2 separate regions of the Gossypium hirsutum genome follow, and region 2 is linked to region 1. Evidence: chromatin contacts called from public Hi-C data. All regions are on one chromosome and are shown on one strand. Each heading gives the region's core, a stretch centred on a gene start, on an enhancer-like site or on the middle of the called end of the contact. The rest is flanking DNA. Distances are from core to core; before and after follow the strand shown. Region 1 holds the start of LOC107952833 (activator of 90 kDa heat shock protein ATPase homolog). Region 2 holds the start of LOC107945745.

Region 1 (5,347 bases), core at 1,532-4,031:
AAATGAACTTTAATCATGTACAACCTAAGAATCCTTGACATGCTACCTAAAAGACATTGGATTTGGAGCTGTTATTTACACATAAAACACATGCAATGCAACAAATATCTGCTACTAACCGTTCTATCTTCACTAGTTACATCTTGGAACGTTCTCCACTAAAAGAGTAATCAAAGTGTCTAGTTGGAGGCTTTGAGGCTCATGCGCCTTATAGAACTGTAAACACATCTTAATCCCTGTATAAAAAGCTCTCTTTTTAACTCTTTCCTATTATAAGACATTTCCAATGAGATGCATATCCAAAACAACAGTTAACTATATGCCATCAATTGAGGAACAACAATTTGAATATTTCCTCTTCTAACCTCATGATCGTTTTGTTGTACCTACGCACACTCTGAATTACTTGGCCAAAGATGCTTCCTGCTCTTCACAGGGCCAACACTGTTGGCACAGAAACAAGTGCTTCATTTTGAACGATTAAACACATTAAATGCAGTACCACAGCCATATGTCAAGTAGCTAGATTATCATGCCTGCTCCGACGGCAGAAACAAAATCATGTCTCCACTTACATCCTCAAAGAAAAACAAACTACAGAATCAGTAGCTAAGTTAACCGTGGTCCAAGCACCAGATATGATGTAAACCAAAAAAAATACTTCAAAAGCAATGGGCAATCCAAAATCTACATTAACTAGATTGTTAATTTGCTTGAAAATAAATAATCACAAACTACGCAGAGAAAATTCTTTGTAAAAACATGGACAACATAGTGAAGCAACCCACAAACTTCACATTGCCCGTGAGCGATTGATCATTCTAAGACCTAATGCAAAAAAAAAAGCCTGTATGCTTCTAACAGAAGAAAGGGAACAATAAAATTTGAGCTTTGTTTTCAGTATCATCAAGATCAATACATTAAAGCAGCAGAGAATTAAACCATTCACTCTTAAGTAACATCATAACACTAACATATACTGAAAGTATATACATCCTCAAGGAGACACTATGCGCACTGACAGACTTATAGTGAAATTGCTGGCAAGGCAACATTTTCATCATTCTCATTATTATAAGTTTTAGGGGATAGATTAGATATCGGCAAACAAGACAACAATGACACTCAGTCCAAGTTTCAACTTTAAAACCATGAACCAGTAGACCAAGATCAGACTTGCAAAGTCTTATAAATTTTTCACAATAAGATAGCTGAAAGAAAGAAGTGTTCATAAAGTTCCAACAATTCAAAACCAAAAAAGAAAGACTATTCCTCGTTTCGGAATAAAATAAATCATATTCCAAAACCAAATACTGCTCGTATCTTATTGAAAATAAGGTCTCTCCAACCCCTCTCAGTGTTCTCCACCACAGTCGCATTCCCATATCTGCATGACAAATCAAAGCAAAAACAGAAGTAAAATCAATGACCCAATTCAGAAAGTACGAAATTAGCCATCTTGCGCAATAAAACAAATAAAAACCAACCTGTCCTCCTCGGGAACATCTAAATGCGTGAGTTTGATTATAGTAACCCCAGGCTCAGGCTCATTGAAAACAAGTCTTACCTGCAACAACAACCCATTAAAGATAAGCCATCATTCGACCACACTGTATTCCCAAAATCCTGGAGAACAGGCAAAAGTGGAATCCATTAAACTTACAGTAGAATCAATCCCGTCGGGCCAACTCCCAAATCTCCATCTCTGAGCAATCAACTTCCCTTCTTGCAACTCCAAGTTAATACCAGTAACCGATCCATCGAAAATAATAAATTGACCACCGACTTCTTTACTTATCCTAGCATTACTCTGAGTAAACCCTTTCCATCTATTCTCATCCATCAAAATCTCATACATATCCTTAGCTCTACAATTAAACTTCTCCGACATTGTAATCGTCTTAAACCCTTTCTTCCCTTCCTTCTCCACTTCCTTTTTGGGTTCCTTCTCCACCCCAACTTTCTCCTTAGAAACTGCAGCTGAGTTACTATTACTAGTAGTAGTATTAGTTTTGGGAGCCGATTTCTTGGCTTCCAATTCATCTTTAACGGGGCCACCTTTCGCCATAGCTTGAACAAAATCCCTCACTTTCTCCAAAACCAAAGGCTTCCCTTTGGCCAGCATCGCTTCCTTCAAGGCTTTACCAATGGGTCCTTCGTCTTTAACCGTCACCTTAACTTCCGGATCCTCGTCAGCATTTTCATCCGAAATGTACGGAATCTCGAGGTTACCTTCAGCTTTCAACAGCGTCTTCCCTTCCCCATCTTTGGCTTCGCCTTCCCAGGATACACTCAAACTGATTTCATATCCGGGAATGACTTTACCCTTGCGAATATTAACATAGGCTTCGCCGTCGACCTTTTCGACCTTCTTGGTCTTGATGCGGAGATTGCCTTGGCCGTCAAGGATGGTGAGATCCGAAAGCGATTTGGTGAAGAACATTTTCGACCAGGGGAGGCAATCGGTTTCAGCCCAGTGCCAGTTGTGGACGTTAGCACCGTCGGGTCTTTCCTCCACGATCCAGCGCTTGTCGCCTTCGCCGTACTTGGCCATTGATGAAAAAATCAAGACGAGGGTGTATTAGGGATTGAGAGAGATGTGAGCATAATAATGGAAGGGAGAGCTTAAAAGAAGCAACTGGGTGGGAGGGGCCGCTCTGGAGGGTTCGGGGCGGGGAGGTAGAAGAATCCAGAATGTGGGATAGATATATAAAATATTATATTTTAGGAAGGATCTAGAAGACTTCACTACTAGGAACTCTTCTGCTTTTAGGGTTTCTTTGTGCAAAGCTTATCGCAGTATAAATATTGTAATTTTAAAACTTCCCCAATAAAATAAAACATTGATTTACTTAGGTATGTTTGATTATGGATTTGTTAGCTTTTACCACCCAATGAAAAGTTGAAATTGTATATTATATCATCATTTTAAATAAAATTGGTTAAATTACATTAATATTATTAAATTGTTAGTAAATTTATATTTTGGTCATTAAACTTTAAAAAATTTCAGAATGATCACTAAATTATTTCAAAGTTTTCATTTAAGTTATTAAACTATTTAAAAAAAAGTTTGGCTAACAAGCTTCAAGCAATGTTTCGATGAACGATATGTGGATTAGTACCCATCGACAAGTATAATAACATATCTTAGATCCAAGTCGATCTAATAGTCATTGTCGGAGATTAGAAAAGAAGATTGTTTGGATTTTGGTTCGTAGATTTGTGGTGTTCAAAGTTGTTTCATGAGAAAAAAAAACTTAATCGTAGAAGGGAAGGGGAAGGAAAGCTTTCGATTGGTGCAGATGGGGCAAACAAAAAAGGCCATACGGTAGTAATTTTAACAACCCAATTACTTAAATGAGAACTTCTAAATAGTTCAGCCACCATTCTATAGATTTTTAAAGTTGAGTGACCAAAACGTAAATGTACTAATAGTTTAGTGACGGTGGGTATAGTTTATCCAATAATTTAATTGAGAGAAATAATTAAATTTGTTTTAATTGATTAAATAAATAATATTTTGAGAGCATAAAACTAGTATTGAGTTGGATAAATTATATAAGTTGTTTTAAAGACTATATAACAAATATATAGTTGTACCCAATACAAGAAAAACCTAATAAAGCCCACTTGTATTATGGTGGGTAGCATATTGGAATATTCATCATGTGTGTGCCACTCACCATGTGATGTCTAAATGGGAGTTCGTGTTTTTTTTATTAAAATTGTATTATTTTTGTCTCATCTTATTCGAATAGAACTTTTGTGGATTTTCCTTATAAAAATGGACTATGGGATAAGTAAACAACACACCACTCTAAATGTAGTCATTGTGTGATCGGTTCTTGAATTAGAGCCCACTCTTTAAGCAAACTGAGGGTGCGAGAATAGCGAAAAAGATCGTGTTTGTTGGAAGTCAAGAATCGATAAGTTCCGTTGAGTGAAAAACATATGTACTAATTTGGTAAAGTTCATTTCTATAAATAACACAAAATGGCTCAGGTTTTAGAAAAAAAATTAAAATTATGTTGTGTAAACAAGTTTTCCAAATTGATTTTTCCAACAATTTGTAATACCCATTACTTGGGATAACCCGACAACCCTAGCAACAAATGTCACATTTGGGCACTACAAACACTAAACTTGAACATCATCTAATTCCATTCATTTTAACCAAATTAAGCTCGTTTGGAGTGGTTCTAGTCATTTCTAACCTATCTTCAAAGTTTGGTTGCAAACGAAGTACATTTAAAGCCTTTCCGGAGCAAAACTAATCAAACTGAGTGGTTTGAAGTAGAGGTATTGGTACCTCTGTGCTAGGTATCAATACCTAGGCTAAAACATTGTAGATTTTATCATTCTAACTCTTAGGTACCAATACTTGTCACTAGGGTATTGCACCCTAAGTGTAAGGGAGCCTTATACTTGCCCAAACACTCTTATGCCACAATCAATTTTATTCATTCTCATACATCAATTAACCAATTTAAAACATAGAACACCATCAAAACATCATTTAATACAACATATACTTCAAACAAGTCTCAACTAAGTTCATAGAGCTAACAAAGTACTTAAGATTCACCAAGTATTTTCACTAGAAATCTTAAACATATACTTTAATTAAACTTATGTACATGCCATAAACTAATACCAAAGGATTGAATCCATACTCTTCCAAGCCTTGATATGTGATGAGACGAGTTGAGGTTCTAATTTCACTTTAAAGCTTCAAGTCGAATATTTACCTACGTATTGATAAATAATGTGTTAAGCTTGTGAAAGCTTAGTAAGTACTTCAAGAATTAAATTTACCTTTGCATTAATCAATATAGAACATTTAAATAAAAATTTGATAGAAAAAAACATTTAACACTAAAGTTTTCAAATAATTCCATTAAAAACCATTTACTTTTTCACTGTTAATTCATTTCCCATTTCACTTTTATTTTCACTTACCACTTTATGCCAGCCCATAGTAGACTCAATAGAACATGCAAGATATGTGGAAAATCAATAAATTATTAGCACTAAATTGCTTACACGATAATGCAAAAAAGTGTTGAATCATTGAAATGCTCTAAAGAGCCACTATCACTTTGCACAGAAGTGCATAATCACTGAGTTGCACCAGAGTGCCACTTTCACTATGCACTGAAAGTTTACTAATGGCATGCCATCTATCTCCTACTAGTTCACATCTTGTCTACTTTGGAAATTATAACATTATTAGATTCACTTTTACATTTCAATTAATCACTTATAAACTTTTACGTTCTTTACAGTCTAGTCCCCATCATCATGAAATTCAATAACCCCTTTTATAATACTTCAATATCACTTT
Region 2 (4,896 bases), core at 5-2,504, 690 kb before region 1:
GCATGGACATATATATTAGTTAACCAAAATTGAAGATAAAAGAAAAAAGAAAAAAAGATTAGATTAGATAGGAAGGTATGGTTGCTAGCCAAAGCTGAAATAAAAACACCTAAAAACAGTATTTCCAGTTACAGTATTATTTTCATTTTTGTAGAATTCTTTCATTTTAGTGTTGGTGTTGGTTAAAAAGTTAAGATCAAGACCCTTCTTTTTTTTTTCACCTTTTTACTACAAGATTTTATGAAATAACAGAAGAAATTTGGTTTTTGTTTTTAATTTAAACTTTTTTAGCCCTTCAGTTCTTACCTGGTGTCATTAATCTTCTCCTCTTCTTCTTCTCCTCCAGGCTTCAAAACCTACAAAAAGAAATAAAAAAGGTCCCACTTAGCAAGTTTGTAATTTTACCTGATGCAACTTTCATGGGTGCAAATTAATCAAAGTAAAAAGAGAATTCAAACAAGAGATGCTTTATTTCTTTTTGTTACGTTGAACACTAGTGCAGTCTCAGAAACAAAGTTAAAACTATGATAAAAATGAAAGAAAGGAAATAAGATGTACTATTTAGTTGTTTGTAAGGATTGAATCATTGAACTAACTAACCAAGTAGTCTTGTTTGTTCTTCGTGAGTTGTTTTCCATGTGTTGTTCCATCACGGGGTTGGGTTGGCAGTGCTTGGCCGATCGGATGATCAGATTGAGAAGGGTAGTGAGGATCAAAGCAGCAAGGAGTGGGTGGTTGTTGCTGCCGTAGCGGGAGTTGCACCACCGCTACCGGAGGGCGGTTAAAGTTGGGATCTGATGAAAGGGGTACTGGTGAAATGGAAGAGAAAGGTAGCGGAACCTGTCTTTTCCTGATCCTCATCGATGCGAGATAAGATTTTCCCTTTCTTTCTCTCTCGAGAAAATAAAAAAACAAAACACTCAAGGAAACCAAACCAAAGCTAAGCAAGATATAATCAATCTTTACAAGGCAAAGACAAGAAAAAAAAAAGTCTGATTTTGCTTTGAGAGAGAAATAAAAGAAAGGAGAATATATGGAAAAATAAATGCAAAACCCAAATATTTATAATAATTACTACTAATTTTTTTAATATTATTCAGTAATTTGTTTCTCTCTCTAACTTTTATTTGTTGCACCACAGAAAGGGGAAGAAGGGGTGATGCACGTGGGGAGCACGTGGGAAGGTGGTAACCGGTTGAGAAGGTAAACGGTGGAGGAATCGGGAGGGGAAGGCCAGGGTGGAAACGAGGGGAGAAACCAAATGATGGGAGTGGGTAGTTTTATCGTTTATACTTTTTGGATGAGATTGGTGGGTCCCTCTCTTCTCCTCTCTAACAGCAACGACTCTGATCTGTTAATTGATGCCCCCCTTTTTATTTTTAAAAAATTATATTAACTCTACCTTTTTTTTTCTATTCTATTTTTTATTCTTCTCGATATATCCTAGATAAATAAAGTGTTTCAATTCCTATATTTTTTTAATCATTTTTTTTCTAATTTTAAAGGGTAAATTATACTGCAAGTCATCTTAAATTACCGTTGTTCCTATTTTGGCAACTTTAATTTCTTTTCAATTTAGTCACTTTAATTAATATAATTATTTGAATTAGTCACAGATGTTAAAAATTTCGTTAATCCATCGAGTTGTTAACATAATATTTTTTTAACTTTGACAAAAGTTAGAGACCTCTCTATATTAGTCAAAATCACTTTATTTTTATTTGCAACATATGTGTTGGGGATAGACCTGATTAAGCAACGAATAAGTAAAAATAGCAGAAGAAATTGAGAATTTGAACACACAAATTTAACGTGAAAAAATCCCTCCAAAGAAGATAAAAAATTACGAAGAAAGATAATTTTACTATAATGGCAAAAGAATGAAGACTACAAAAGATAGAGATAAAAACTAAACCGCGAAACTCGAAAATAAAGAACCCTCTAAACGTAAACACAAAATTTACCAAAAGTGTTATGAGTTTTAATTTTTTAATGGATGTCTTTTCTAAGGTTATAAAAGAGCCTCTTTATAGGCTAAATTCGTAGGTCAAATAATAATAAACTAATCTAGACTAATCAAAGTTCGACTGAAACAAATAAATAGAGTTTAACTGGGAGATTATCTCTACAATTTGACTGAAATATGAGGCATACTCAACAAATCTCCACCTTGACTCATATTTCCACAACACCATCTTTGCCAAAACTTGCCATCGGCCTATCTTGAACAATGTAGGGAATTAACTGAGTCGAATTTGTGCTTAAAAGCAAGAAGACCTCTAGCCTTTGACTTGTGCACTGCCAAATCAAAACTAACTCGAGTTTGATTTTCACGAACACAGCGCCTTAACTTTTCAAAACCTGTATCTGAAAGAGAACATCTCTTCAACAAAATGTTCATACATTTTTCCCTCCTATGACTAAGTTGCCTCCGCTCCAAACTAGTTGACTTCGACTCTGTAATGGACGAGAGACGCTTGATTTCACCGGTCAGTGTTGAACCTTCCAAAATATAAAGGTTATTGGTCCTTTTACCTTTTAACAAAACGAGAGCCCCATGAGACACCTTAATGTTGCTCGACTCGATGTTGATTCTGCAACCTTTCGAGTCTAAAATACTCAAGGAGATGAGATTCTTTCGTAAATCAGGTAGAAACCTGACATCTAAGAGTGTCCTAATCATCCTTTCGTACATATTAATTTTAACAGTCCAATGTCGATTACCTTACTGGATGAATCGTTTCTCATGCGCACAACTCCATCTTCAACTGAACTGTATATGGAGAACCATTCTCTGTTGGGACACATATAGAAAGAACATCCCGAATCTAGGATTGACTCAGACATAAGCTCGGAGCTATCACTCGTTGACAGTAATAAGAAATCATCACCGCTTTTGTTGACCAAATTAACACCAGCTACATCTTCCTTGTTACTCTCAACAACCCTTTTATTTCACATATTATAATAATCTACTTTGACGTGACCTAACTTATTACAATAGTGAAACCTTTTGTCTCGCTTCTTTGATGCTACCAAAATGGAAGTTTACCTATCTGCCTTACTATCCGAACCAAACTCATTGTTGAGTTTTTCTTTACTCAACAAAGGACCTTTCACATCTTTAAATGAGAGTTTGTCTCTGCTATAAATCAAGATCTACTTGAAAGACTTGTATAAAGAGGGTAAAGAGCACAATAGTAGAGTAATAAATTGACTAATGTGATCTCTAATAAGCTCACATTCATTCATGCAAAACGTAAATAGACGTTGTTTCAACACTAAACGGTTAGCTAGAGACTTGATCGTATAAAGAGTTCCTAACCTTCTAATGTGATCCCACCCTTTTTGATGAGCCTACTTGCTAGCATGACATCACTAACCACCCTTTCTAATGTAGAAATGTCTGAAATTTATTCATGATTTGTTTCCAGTATTGAGGTTTCCTTTTTTTTCGTTCTCTGTTTTGTTGCTGAAAAACTAAGAGAAAAATGAAACTCTGATCTTGAGTTCTAAACTTGTTTTAGTCTTATCATAAAAGTGAGTTAGCTAAAACTAGGTTCAATCAAGGTTATTATTTTACCTTTTCCATGTTCCATGCTTCTTAAGAACAAATAGAAAAATAAAAAATCCTAACATCAAAATTAAATATTAAAAAGGGAAAGGAAAAAAAGAAAAAAAATTGCTTTACACCTATATTTTAAAGAGAAAATTTGAGTTTAGAAAGTTCATTTTTTTTCTTTTTAAGTAAAAAATTAATATTTTTGGTAGTTTTCTTGGTCAATTTTCTATAATTCCTAAACTATTCTAATGGTTGGTGACTGCTTTATTATTCATTCTAGTACCCTTTTATCGAATAATTCTATGATATAAGGTTATGGAGGAAAATATGTATATTTGGACAACAAAATATAAAAAAATGAAGCTTAATTGGTTGTGTGATATGAATGATTTTCATTTTTTTTGTTAACAAATGATGCATTAATAACATTAGCTTCATCAAAAACTTTAGCCTAGTTGTGGTAGTTGGTGGTCGTAGGGTGGTCGCTGGTGTCATGCTGGTAAGTAGGGTCATGATCATGGTTCATTGTTGCTATCATTTGATTCCTTCTTCTTAAACAGGATTTAAATGTTGATTATGCCACCATTGAAATCTTCATGTTGCAAATAAACTAAAAAATAATGTATTAGACTAATTATAGAGAGCTCTCTGGCTTTAGTCAAAAGTAAAAAAAAAACAAAAAAGCCATGTCAGCAATCCATTAGTAGATTAATGAAATTTTTAACAGAAGTGAGCAATCCAAATAATTATCTTAATTAAAGGGACTAAATTGACAAAAAAAATTAGCATCACTTAAATAAGAACGACACTATTTTAGGGTGACTTGCGATCTATTTACCCAATTTTAAATTATTTTGTAATTGAACTTATATAAAAAATATTCTCAATGGAAAGAAAATGATACCAATTAAACTGATAAGAATAGAATTAAATTATAAAAATTATGTGTTTGATTGAATTAATAATCAAGTTGTTGTTTACTTAAATTGAGATATGTTAATTCCCTACACTATTGAGACATGTGTAAGCATCCAAGGCATCGTTAATTTCCCCGTTGACTCCATATGAAGTAATGTCTTGATGGGCCATCTGTCATCAACTTCTTTGGGTATGACCACCTATTCTTCTCAAAAGGAGCCATCCACCTGGTTTTTTAAGTATAAACACTCCTCAAGTGTGAGCACACCATGATATGATAAGGAGTGTACTGGGAATGATACAAATTCGTCTTGCATAAAGCACATGTACTTTTCGAGAAAAGGTTTATTGCTATAAATATCATAAACTGGCTTAATTTCCAAAACTTTTAAACTTCTGTTGCAATTGAAAATCGT

Evidence for each region. A called contact is a pair of places that touch in the nucleus more often than the background predicts.
Region 2: a contact with region 1 is called in a Hi-C map of leaf, with 2.2 times the contacts expected there. The contact joins the promoter of LOC107945745 here to the promoter of LOC107952833 in region 1. A contact is called at or near these places in 2 of 34 Hi-C or Micro-C datasets (both in leaf).

What each region holds. Positions count from the first base shown.
Region 1 is chrD04:23,506,627-23,511,973 of Gossypium_hirsutum_v2.1, reverse strand. LOC107952833 (activator of 90 kDa heat shock protein ATPase homolog) reads right to left here and starts at 2,781. Exons shown (of 3, transcript XM_016888029.2): 1 at 1,664-2,781; 2 at 1,488-1,567; 3 at 1,070-1,387. The coding sequence starts at 2,554. The coding sequence ends at 1,294.
Region 2 is chrD04:24,191,271-24,196,166 of Gossypium_hirsutum_v2.1, reverse strand. It overlaps LOC107945745, which reads right to left and starts at 1,254. Exons shown (of 4, transcript XM_016879851.2): 1 at 601-1,254; 2 at 307-356. The coding sequence starts at 861.